Regions from separate parts of the Mus musculus genome. Here all the other regions are linked to region 1. Evidence: chromatin contacts called from public Hi-C and HiChIP or PLAC-seq data. All regions are on one chromosome and are shown on one strand. The core of a region is the stretch at or near the end of the contact, and the rest is flanking DNA. Distances in the headings are between cores, read along the strand shown. Region 1 holds the start of Ift57 (intraflagellar transport 57). Region 2 overlaps Gm4827 (predicted gene 4827). Region 3 has its middle 30 kb from the start of Gm6936.

Region 1 (3,520 bases), core at 284-2,783:
TTCTGAAAAGGCAGACCTGGACAAGAGCCTGACAACTTCTTCCTACATCCCCAGGTGATGTGGACGTGCTAGTCTGATGGTGACACCTTGACCTACTGGCTAGAATATCTCCACACAAATCCGTGGTACAAAGTGTCTTGCTCAAGCTTTGAGTTTCAGTACAGCAAGGCATTAATAAGAGCTCGTTAATAATATTACTATTAATAGTAAGTCCACTTTCCCTTTGTTTGACAGATAAATTTGAAAAACTTAACACTTTTATCCCCACCAAAAATGTTGGCCATCTATATTACTATGACCAATTTATTTTAAATAATAATCCCAATCTAGAAACTTCTATTATGGATCAGGATCAAGATGATCTTTCTTCTCTAATTTTTCTCCTTTTACAGACTAACTTGGCATTGTGGGCAGATTTTATACAAGAATTCTTCCAGACCTGTCTGGAAGAGGGTAAGAGCTTAAAACTGCCAAGAGAAATGATATGTGTCCCATTGATGGAAAAGAAAGTACGATAAATAACTCTTTAATTTCTTCTTACAGAATAAAACAAACACGGGATTTAGAGGGAAAAAAAAGCAATAGAACACAGTTATCACTAAGCTACCATGATTACAGGAGGGACTTTTGTCTATCACTCTTGACAACTATAGGCTCTGCCTTGGGGATATTCCAAACTTTCCCCACTACCGCAAGCGGGAACTTTAGGTCCTATATTGAGGGCCATTCCAAACACTTATTTCATTTGCCTTCTCCACTTCCCATTTTCTAAGAGTATTGTTGCAAAAGCACTAAGTCGTTTGAACCATAGTAATTAGCCCACAAGTTTACTTACTACATAACAAGTGCTGCTCAGAAATGTCCTAAGTATTCACAGTTGTTAGTTTACAAAGTCTAGCAAAGGAAAACATAAACTAGAAAGAGATCTAAATGATAAGGGCGCTCATCGCTAGAGATAGGTTTTTCTACCCTTTCTACTTTGGGTATTTTATTATATTTAAAACAAGATTTGTGTTTGGTAGACGGTGCGTGACTGTTTTGAAAAATGGGCAGACTGTCTTCCCCAGTCCTCCCTGCCATTACAAAACTTGTTTACTTTCTCCACAAAATGATCAAGTCTGAAAAACTACACCTTCCACAGTGCGGAAGTTTCCTTCCTGAGCACAGAAGCCAGAGGAAGGGATGTAAGGACCCCCGCGCGGGGTCTTCGCCTCACCTAAGGGGGAGCGTCCCCCTGGGGTCCAGCCAGCACCCGGCGCTGGGGGCAAGGCACGCACCTGGACGGGGGCTTCAGATTGCTCTTTCGGAGTAGCTCCTCCTCGTAGCGGAGCAGCTTCAGCTTCTCCACTAAGTCTTCCATCACCACGAACATGTGGTAGGCCGCTCCTGGCCCGCGCTCCACCACAGCCTCCCCTGCGCCTTCCCCGCGAGCCCGAGACACCCCATCGTCCAAGCCCGACGGCGGGATCACCGCGGCCGCGGCGGCCATCCCTGCTCAGACCCCCAGCGCCCGGCTGGGCTCCGGCCAGGATCTCTGCAGCCTTCGCCGCCCGCACCCCACAGACCGCACAGTCCCCACCGTTACCAGGCAACCGCAGGGCAGCCGGTCACCACGGCAACCAGACCCGCCTCCTTCGCTCCCAGCCGGCCTCTCTAAATTTTCACCAATCAAAGCTGGATTCTTACGTGACGTCACGCCATGCTGGTCCCTGGCCTAGGGGGTAGCTCCGCCCTATGGGCGTGGCGCATCGTCCCCCACCTCTTCCGCCTCTCCCGCGCGCCTTAAAGGCGTAGGGTCCCCAGCTATTTAGCGCTGCATGCTGAGTACAGCCAAGAGGAGCACAGGATCTGGTATTCTGCTCAGGGCTGCTGAATGAACAGACATCTGGTCATCGAGGTAGCAATTCAAAGGACTGAAACGAAGCAGAACAGAGTGTTGGAGGTTATGCTTGCTCAGTGATTCTTGTTTTATTTTCTCAAAGTGGGAAGTTGTGGTGAAACTCGCTGTCCTTAGGTTCACATTACCTCAGAAATTCCACCCGCAAGACTGCTAGTCTATTTCTTAACTTAATTGCTTATTAGATAGTGCTAGACTTACGAGTATATTCTAAATAAGACTTAAAGTCTTACAATGATCTTATCTCACTCCATTAGGAAAGCGGTTGCTTGGAAGAGGGCAGCTTGGGAAAAGATTTATACCACACACACATTGGCCTCAATCTGTTCCGAGCCCATGCAGATTTAAATTCTTGAGTACTAATGAAATCCCACAAAATATAGTATCTGGAAAGGAAGTGCTGCATTGTAGCACTTACATTTAGATAAGAACATTTCTGCTATTATGTCAGCACGTATTGACCTAGAAAACACATGGAGACATAACTGACCAGGGATGTGACTTATCCTTACAATAAAGTACTGCATCAGGCAATCTTTCTTGTAGTTAAAGATAAGAAGTGAAGCGAAGAGAAGTTGCCTAGCTACTTCTTAAGATAACTCAGAAGCAAGAGGTGTAACATTTGTCTGATTAACCCTGTGCCTGTTAAGGGGTCATCAACAGCTTATATCACACCCTAAATAATGTAGCAGGATCATATTTTTGACATAATTAAAATCTGAATCATATTTGTAAAAATCCTTGTGATAAAAGGAAGAGTTTTTCTTTCTAATCAGCCTTGTTTCTAATGCTAATAAAGGTATCCAAATGAAAAACATTGCTATTCATCAAATAAAAGACACACATAAAACTACTGATTTATGTAGAAAATAAAATGGAGATGAGAAATCCAAGGATAACTGGGTAATTGCACGCCTCACAGGTGGAGGTCAGAGGACAACCTTCTATATCAGTCCTCAACTACTACTTTGAGACAGACAGCTTTTCTGTAAACTTTTTTTAAATTTCTTTTGTTTTAATTAGGTATTTATTTCATTTACATTTCCAATGCTATCCTAAAAGTCCCCCGCCCACTCCCCCACCCACCCATTCCCACTTTTTGGCCCTGACATTCCCCTGTACTGAGGCAGATAAAGTTTGCAAGTCCAAAGGGCCTCTCTTTCCACTGATGGCCAACTAGGCCATCTTTTGATACATATGCAGCTAGAGTCAAGAGATCCAGGGTACTGGTTAGTTCATATTGTTGTTCCACCTACAGGGTTGTAGATCCCTTTAGCTCCTTTGGGTACTTTCAATAGCTACTCCATTGGGGGCCCTGTGATACATCCAATATCTGACTGTGAGCATCCACTTCTGTGTTTGCTAGGCCCTGGCATAGTCTCACAAGAGACAGCTATATCTGGGTCCTTTCAGCAAAATCTTGCTAGTGTATGCAATGGTGTCAGCGTTTGGAAGCTGATTATGGGATGGATCCCTGGGTATGGCAGTCTCTAGATGGTCCATCCTTTTGTCTCAGCTCCAAACTGTGTCTCTGTAACTCCTTCCATGGGAGTTTTGTTCCCAATTCTAAGAAGGGGCAAAGTGTCCACACTTTGGTCTTCGTTCTTCTTGAGTTTCATGTGT
Region 2 (3,520 bases), core at 452-2,951, 370 kb before region 1:
TCCTTTGCTTGGGAGGCTTGCAGCTTAGCCCTGCCTCTGCTGCAGGCTCCAGGGTGTGTCTGAGTATTCGTCCCTGTGTCTTCCCACTGTGGTTTACACAGAGCAGAAGCAGCCGCTAGCTGATACCAGTATTTTCAATATGACAGACAGAAGCAGCTTTAGGGTAGGGAGAGTCCAATCACTCTGACATGCTTAAAGATCTCCACTGGAAGTAGCCTATGTCAGGTGTGCTCATATTCTGTCATTCAGAGCTACCTCATGGCCAAGTTTCAGTGTCAGAGGGCTCTGCCAGGAAAGTGCCTCAAACCTAGAGAGGAAATAAGCAAAATGATGGTGAGTGGTTGGTTTTCTTTGTTCTTATTTATTCTTTGATGAGGTTACAGTCATTTTTTTAAAAAGGCTGAAATCTTAACATCTTTCCACTTTCTCAAACTAGGATATTAAATAAAAATAATTTTACTAGCCATTTGTTTAGGGTATAATTTTAGAAGGAAAACCAAGATGAGTGATTAATACTTTCCCCCTTAATTGTGTTATTAAGATACTAGTTTTGTTTCTTTGAAGTGAGCCACAATTGCTTTGAAGTGTTTGTGTCTGCTGCCTGGAGCTCATGAGCTTACACTTATTTGATAGACCTTGGTAACTCCAATGTAGTCATCCTTTCTGGTGTTACAGTGGCCACACCTTTGGCCATAGAGTGATTCCTTAAGGTCCTGGATCCTTTGGAGGTGACCCTGGCCTTTTTTTGCCTTTAGTTTAAAATGTTCCACGTCTATCTTGTTCATTTCTTGATCATTCCATGATTTCGAATTTGGCAACCCCCTAAAAATTCCTTACTTCCCTTAGTGGGAAATGATAACAGAGTCCAGAATGAGGCATGAGAGCTATTCTTTGTTATTTAGGCTAGACCTTGTTTCTAGGCTTTTTGAGTAAATATACCTAAAGTATTTTTCATTTGTGTTTTGAATAAAATACATCATGAGTTTCTTCAATATCTCCAGTGTAAGCCTAGGGTTTTTGTTTGTTTTGTTTGTTTGTTTTGTTTTTCTCACATACCAGAAGTCTGATGGTCATTCGGATAGTAAAAATATATTGACAACTAGGAAAAAGTAAATAATAAACGCACATTTGATGATATCAAAGTGTTAATATTTTTTCAGAAATGACAATATCACTTCAACAATGTTTCTGGAACTACCAGGCTGTGGAGACATTCACGTGCACATATTTGTACATTGTTCCTTTGCGATCTGGGTTTTGCTTCAAGCTAACATTAGGAGTTTCATGAGAGAAGTAGACAGTGTATAGATAAAAGTTGGCTGTGGTTTGAGCTCTGTTGAATCTAGGTTATGGGTCCTTGGGACTATTCTAGATTCTTTATTGTTTTTATGCTGAAAATTTTAACCTTGTAAAAGAGGAAACACCTGAAGGGTAAGCGGGAGAGTGGTGCTACATGAAATAGTAGGCATGCTGTGTTTATAAAATAAACCCAAATGCTACAAGAAAGACAAATATATATGTGCAACACCACCAGGGCTAACCCCAATAACAGAGAATAAACTTCCGTGCTACAAATTACTTTCATCTGAGAGTTCTGTCTTTCTGTGGGTTTTAAATTTCTGATGTGATCCTGTACTCCGTCTATAATCAGGCAAACATGTAAATATTACTAGCTGAAAAACCTTGAAGCCACAAGTGCCCCTCCCCCAACAACTTCCTGCTTCCATGCCTTTGTGCTGATAGCATGTCCTGTTAGCCATTCTGCTGTGCTGTAGCTGTTGGACAGCGCCCCGCCCCCTTTCTTCCTGATCTATGCTCTGCAAGTTTCCTTTTCTCCTAGTGTATGCCCTGTGACTTTGCTCCTTTTTTCAATGGTTGATGCCTGTTCATGAAAGTTGGGGCCTTGATGAAAAGTGAGAATGAATGCAACTTTGCTTTTCATGTGCTCTCTTTTTCCCGATCAACATTGCTCCCTTTCTCTCTGCTTCTCTTCCTCACAGCTTAGACCTTCAGTTGCTCTTATCCACAGGAATACAAGGCATCTACAGGACCTTGGCTGACTGTGATCCATTGCTAGTGATTTGATGTCACTTCCTTACAGGAATGGTACAGCTTTATGATTTCAATCCACCTCAAATGAGAGTGTAGCTCAGGAGACGCCCAAATGCCTAGCCACACTTACAGTAAGAAGATGGAGTCTGTTCAAATTCACGACTGAGGACAAAATCTGTATCTCTCCGTTATGCCTTGTGACTTTTCTTTTTTTAACAGCTGAAGCTAGGAGACTTCACACCTTGGCAGCTTGATACATAAACACAACACCTTTCCTTTATTTATCTCCAAGATCTCATATTAATATCATGATATAAAATACAGTACAACTTTGAGAGTCCCAGAGTCTTTAAAAAGTTTAAATACTTTACAAGTATCTATAGGTATTAGAAGTCTTTAGAAGTTGGATTAATACTATATCTATTTAGGAGTATATTAGTAGTAAGTTCTCCCCTAGGCCAGTGACCCATCTAGCTAAAGGCACTTGGAACAGTAATGGCACCACTTATAGGTTTCATCTTGTGGAGTGGGACTTACATCCGAGGAGAAAGTGGTTGGTTTCCCATGACGTCATGCCACTAGTGCATCAGTGGGCATGTCCTGTCAGGCTGTTATTATTGTGGTTCACACGATTCACAGAGAGGTGAGACTGATGGTTACCTTCCTCATCCAGCTGCCTGTAGAGGACCTTCTAGCATCCAATAGGAATGAAGCATCGAGGTGAATACCAGGTTGATTTCTCCATGTTCTATACTATGTATGTGGTGTCTACAGCAATAGGGTTTCACCATCAGGTCCTGGAGGTTGCCAGTAGCATTGGTAAAGACTTTTGTCTGCCTTTTTATTGGTTATTTTATTTATTTACATTTCAAATGTTATCCCCCTTCCTGGTTTCCCCTCTGCAAACCCCTTATTCCATCCTTCCTCCTCCCCTTGTAATCTTTTAAAAAGAAAAGGAGAAGAGATCTTTCAGTTACTTCTAAGCAGATCTCTGAAAAACCTGTATGAATAAACTGCTGTGCTTAATAATTTCATTTTATATGTATTTCACACTAGCCCTATAAACTACCTCCTTTTTTTCTTAGCTCCATTATCATTGAATTGGACTCTGGAATACATACAGAGGCCAGAGGGTGTAGCTCAGCTGAGGGAGTACTAGTCTACTGTTATAGTAAATATTTAAATCTTGGCCAGGAGTTTCTACCCTGCCTTTGGTTACTGAGCTCTTGAATAAAGAACATACTCACAGACTTTATATTTACAATAAGCCTTAAACAACACAAGAGCTGGACAGCTGCCTACCCTCTGTGCTGTTAAGTGTCTCCTTTCCTTTTTTTTTTCTCTCTCTCTCCTTTCCTATCTATAACCCTGAGCTATCACTTACTATATACTATGCTTCATCTGGGTTGCTCTTAACTCCAATTGGCCACCTGTGATGGTTTGAATATGATTGGCCCAGGGAGTGGCA
Region 3 (3,520 bases), core at 676-3,175, 310 kb before region 1:
ACAATTCTAAAGATAAGGCAAGCGCTCGCCCCATGCCATCTACTCTTGGCTACAGTCATATGCTTTAGTACTGAATATCTTTGCTAAGCTAAGGAAAGTCCTTAAGTTTTGAAGTCCTCCAAAATAGGGCAAGAGGGCTGGCGGGGGGGGGGGGGGGCGGGATATCTCACTACTAGAAAAGTTGTTCTGGTTTCTAATTCATATAATAATAAGAAAAGATGGGGGCGAGGGAGAGGAGCCCTGGCTCTAGATCTGTCTCCTCTAACACTTAGGGGACACTATCTATCATTTGCACTGGAAATGCCCCCTCTCCTAGGCACATGTTTTGTTCTCACCCAACAGTACTATTCTGAAGGCTTTACAGACCTTTACGAGGTGGGTCTTTGAAAGTCCTACCTACGCTTGATTCAGGCCTCTTCCTCTCTGCCTCTTGATCTGTCAAGAGGTAAGCAGCCCTGCTGCATGCTCGGGCTGCCATGGGCAGTGGAGCTCACTGCTATGCAGTCTGACAAAAATGGTTCTAAATCTCACTGAAACGATGAACCTCAGCAAACCCCTCCTTTCTTAAGGGACTTCTTGTTGGTGCATTGTCACTCTGACCACAAAGTAACTCAAGTGAAGGCCTTAGACCTTTAGCTTATACAGTTGCTACCCATATAAATGTTTTCTCTCCCTTTCCCAATAAAGAGAGTAATGGAAAGGATTATCTATGTATCTATCTATGTATCTATCTATGTATCTATCTATGTATCTATCTATGTATCTATCTATGTATCTATCTATCTATCTATCTATCTATCTATCTATCTATCTATCTATCTATCTACATATATATACACATATGTATACATATATATATCTCCTTTTGTGTACTGAGTTGCATTGAATGTACTGTATATGCCTAGAGTTGAGGTTTCTGGCCACTGTTTATGTTACCATCTCAACCTAATGCATTTCTAGGTCTGTACCAAATCCCTGTCAACAAATGCATTTTATGAAGACATAGCTTATAAGCTCTAGGTATGTATATTCCCAGGCTTATGTGAAACCTGAATCATTCAGGGAGCTGAGTGAAAGAAAACACGAAACTATGAATTCCTTCCTGAAGACCTGAAGAAGTACTATTTTTAAGAACTTGTATGACAATATTTCCCTTATGAAATCTTATCCAGTATTTGTCCTTGGCTGCTTAATTAATGGGGAGATAAAAGTGGCATGTAATCAGCTTATGAACGGAAGGAAGACATGGGCGTCTTAAATGATTGCAAAGATTGTTCTCTTAAGTGGGTTAAGGAACTCCTAGTTTCCTAGTGACCCTTTCCAGATTCTTAATTAACACAGTGTATCCTTCTTCATTGGGGAAAAAAAATCAGCAGAAGTGTTTGAAATACAGGCTTCGGTATATAAACCAAGGATGATTCACTGAGTCTACATTTTTTTTCTATACATTTTATCAAAGGAAGGAGCAAATTGGCTCAGTCTACATTGCTGGCAGCACCATCTTGAAGCAAAATGTTGGACAAGGTCTCCTGGCAAACAGTGGCCACTGCCCTTTTGCCCAGAAAAGGGGGTACTGTTGTACCAGCTGGAGCCCTATGCTGGCGGGCGGCAGTCTGCAGTGCTGCCTACTCATGCTAATGATCTCAGACCAATGCTGCTCTTACTGGGACGTGGGAGGAGAGCAGACCATGCCAAATTCTTGCACAAGGTCAAATGTTTCTGGAGAAAGAAAGCCAGGGTTAAATTAGCAGTCAGGCTGAGATGGGGGGTCACTGTGTGGTAGAATACAATCCAGTTCTGGTGAGTCTGCAAAGTCAATGGAGAGAGCAATAAAAAGTAATTACGAACGCATTTCTCAACTTGGAAAGCCAGCCACATCTCACACCAAGGCCAGATTCAGAGCCCTTCTGTTCCAAGGATGTTGGAGCAGGCTCAGGGACAGGAAGGGATTGTGTAAGCCAGCCGCTTCTCCCTGGCTTTGGAACCATGCACCCTGAAAGCAAAATGCATCTTGAAAGAGAAAAATGAAGGACATGTCTTTTTGAATTCCCCCTTTAATAGAAACATATTTTGTATCTACAATATACCCATGTTTTTAGGGCTGCTCACTAGTAAAAACAAAATCAGCATCAAAGCAAAGGAAGGGGAACCCTTTTAGGAAAATGTAAGCCATGGCAAACCTAAAATACCTCAGCTCTGCCCTGCTTACCAACATCAGGACCGCAGAGAAGCTGCTTGTGGGAGGGATGCATCCAAAGGGAGGAGGTGGAAAAAAAGAAGTCGTGGGAGGAAGAAGCGTTGATCTCTGGTGTCAGGGAGAAATTCGTGACAGAATTGACTGTTTTGGATTGACTATTTTGACAGTTGATTTTTTTACCTCCCCCCAGTCCCATCCCCGCAACTCCAGAATCATGACAGACAATTGCAGAACATCAAATTGATGAGTGAACACTTCATCAGATCTGGTTGCCTTAACAACTAAAATAGCCAAAATGTTAAGACAGTCAAACGGGATTGATTATTTTTTGATACAATCTGTGGGTGGTTGACCCAGGAATTCTCAGTCTAATCCCACCTATAAACAGAGGCTCTATCAGCAAGAAAGCAGGCATCAATCACCCGGATCCGTCCCATCCTCCAACGCCCCTGGAAGGCTGAGAAGCACCAGCAGCAGCAGCCTCTGGATGTCTCTAGGTGATGGGTGGCACAGGAAGCAGCCATCTGTGAGAGCTGGGATTCTGATCCCCGCAGCTTCTAGCAAGATAAGAGTCTGGCTTGGGTGGAAAAACAGATTGCCCCAAATCGTCGTCTAGAGGTGCTGAATCATGCATGAATGTCAGGGCATGATGCCAGCCATGGCAACTTTTCCTGAGGGCTTTATCTGGTATGAACCCAGAGAGTTCTGGGTTAGGATTTTTTTTTTCAAACTCACAGAGATAATTGTTGTGTCATACACCCAAAGGGAAATTAAATCTCGCTCGTAATTGGTATTTGCTGGCATCTTAAAGACAAGAGAAAGTTCACCTTAGATTCCTTAAGATCTTGAATTAAAACGTTTCCACTAGAGCCTGCTATAATGACACATGCCTGTAAATCCAAGAGGTCAGGTGACTGAGGTAGAAGGATTGCAAGTTTGAGGCTAGTCTGACTTACCTGGTGAGTTCAGGGGTCATTTCCAAGGTGGGTCCCTCTCTCAAAAATCTACAGAATCTTGAAAAATCCAAGTTTCACCAACATGCCAGATCTGCCAGCTGAGACCATGCCAGAGGCATCGTCTTAGCCTACTGGCTTCGGATTAGGTACAGAAGGCTTTTGGAGCTTCAGTCTTGTTTGTCTGTTTGCTTATTTGGGTCTCCCCCCCCCCTTTTCATTCTAAGTTATAAAAAAAATTAGTTAATAACTTGGCGGCAGTGGAGAATGTGTTAAAAAAAATAAGAATCAATGAAAAATGTGACTTGGTGAGAAACTGACAATAAGTAGGGTTCAGAACCCCACAGAGCATGCACAGCCCGATTTTTCC

What was found. A called contact is a pair of places that touch in the nucleus more often than the background predicts. HiChIP or PLAC-seq counts read pairs in DNA pulled down with a chosen protein or histone mark.
Region 2: a contact with region 1 is called in an H3K4me3 HiChIP or PLAC-seq map of pro-B cells, with 4 times the contacts expected there. The contact joins the enhancer-like site here to the promoter of Ift57 in region 1. A contact is called at or near these places in 5 of 39 promoter capture datasets (frontonasal cranial neural crest, hematopoietic stem and progenitor cells, hippocampal neurons and 2 more), 3 of 115 datasets of contacts at active chromatin or transcription factors (CD8 T cells, memory CD8 T cells and pro-B cells) and 2 of 9 other capture datasets (embryonic stem cells and liver).
Region 3: a contact with region 1 is called in a Hi-C map of cerebellum, with 1.8 times the contacts expected there. The contact joins the enhancer-like site here to the promoter of Ift57 in region 1. A contact is called at or near these places in 4 of 39 promoter capture datasets (the 3T3-L1 cell line, cranial neural crest, liver and 1 more), 3 of 484 Hi-C or Micro-C datasets (Sertoli cells, cerebellum and nephron progenitors), 2 of 115 datasets of contacts at active chromatin or transcription factors (astrocytes and embryonic stem cells) and 1 of 9 other capture datasets (liver).

The regions. Positions count from the first base shown.
Region 1 is chr16:49,697,307-49,700,826 of GRCm38.p6, reverse strand. It overlaps Ift57 (intraflagellar transport 57), which reads right to left and starts at 1,533. Exons shown (of 11, transcript NM_028680.3): 1 at 1,278-1,533. The coding sequence starts at 1,489.
Region 2 is chr16:50,067,467-50,070,986 of GRCm38.p6, reverse strand. All of the region lies in intron 1 of Gm4827 (predicted gene 4827), which reads left to right. Among named protein-coding and RNA genes, the nearest start is that of Gm4827, 3.6 kb to the left of the region's middle. Within about 2 kb of position 1,701, at least 29 of the 459 cell types and tissues checked have an H3K27ac peak or open chromatin away from gene starts, as enhancers often do. A contact at or near this core is called in pro-B cells, where this site is marked.
Region 3 is chr16:50,008,991-50,012,510 of GRCm38.p6, reverse strand. No RefSeq gene overlaps it. Among named protein-coding and RNA genes, the nearest start is that of Gm6936, 30 kb to the right of the region's middle. Within about 2 kb of position 1,925, at least 72 of the 459 cell types and tissues checked have an H3K27ac peak or open chromatin away from gene starts, as enhancers often do. A contact at or near this core is called in Sertoli cells and cerebellum, where this site is marked.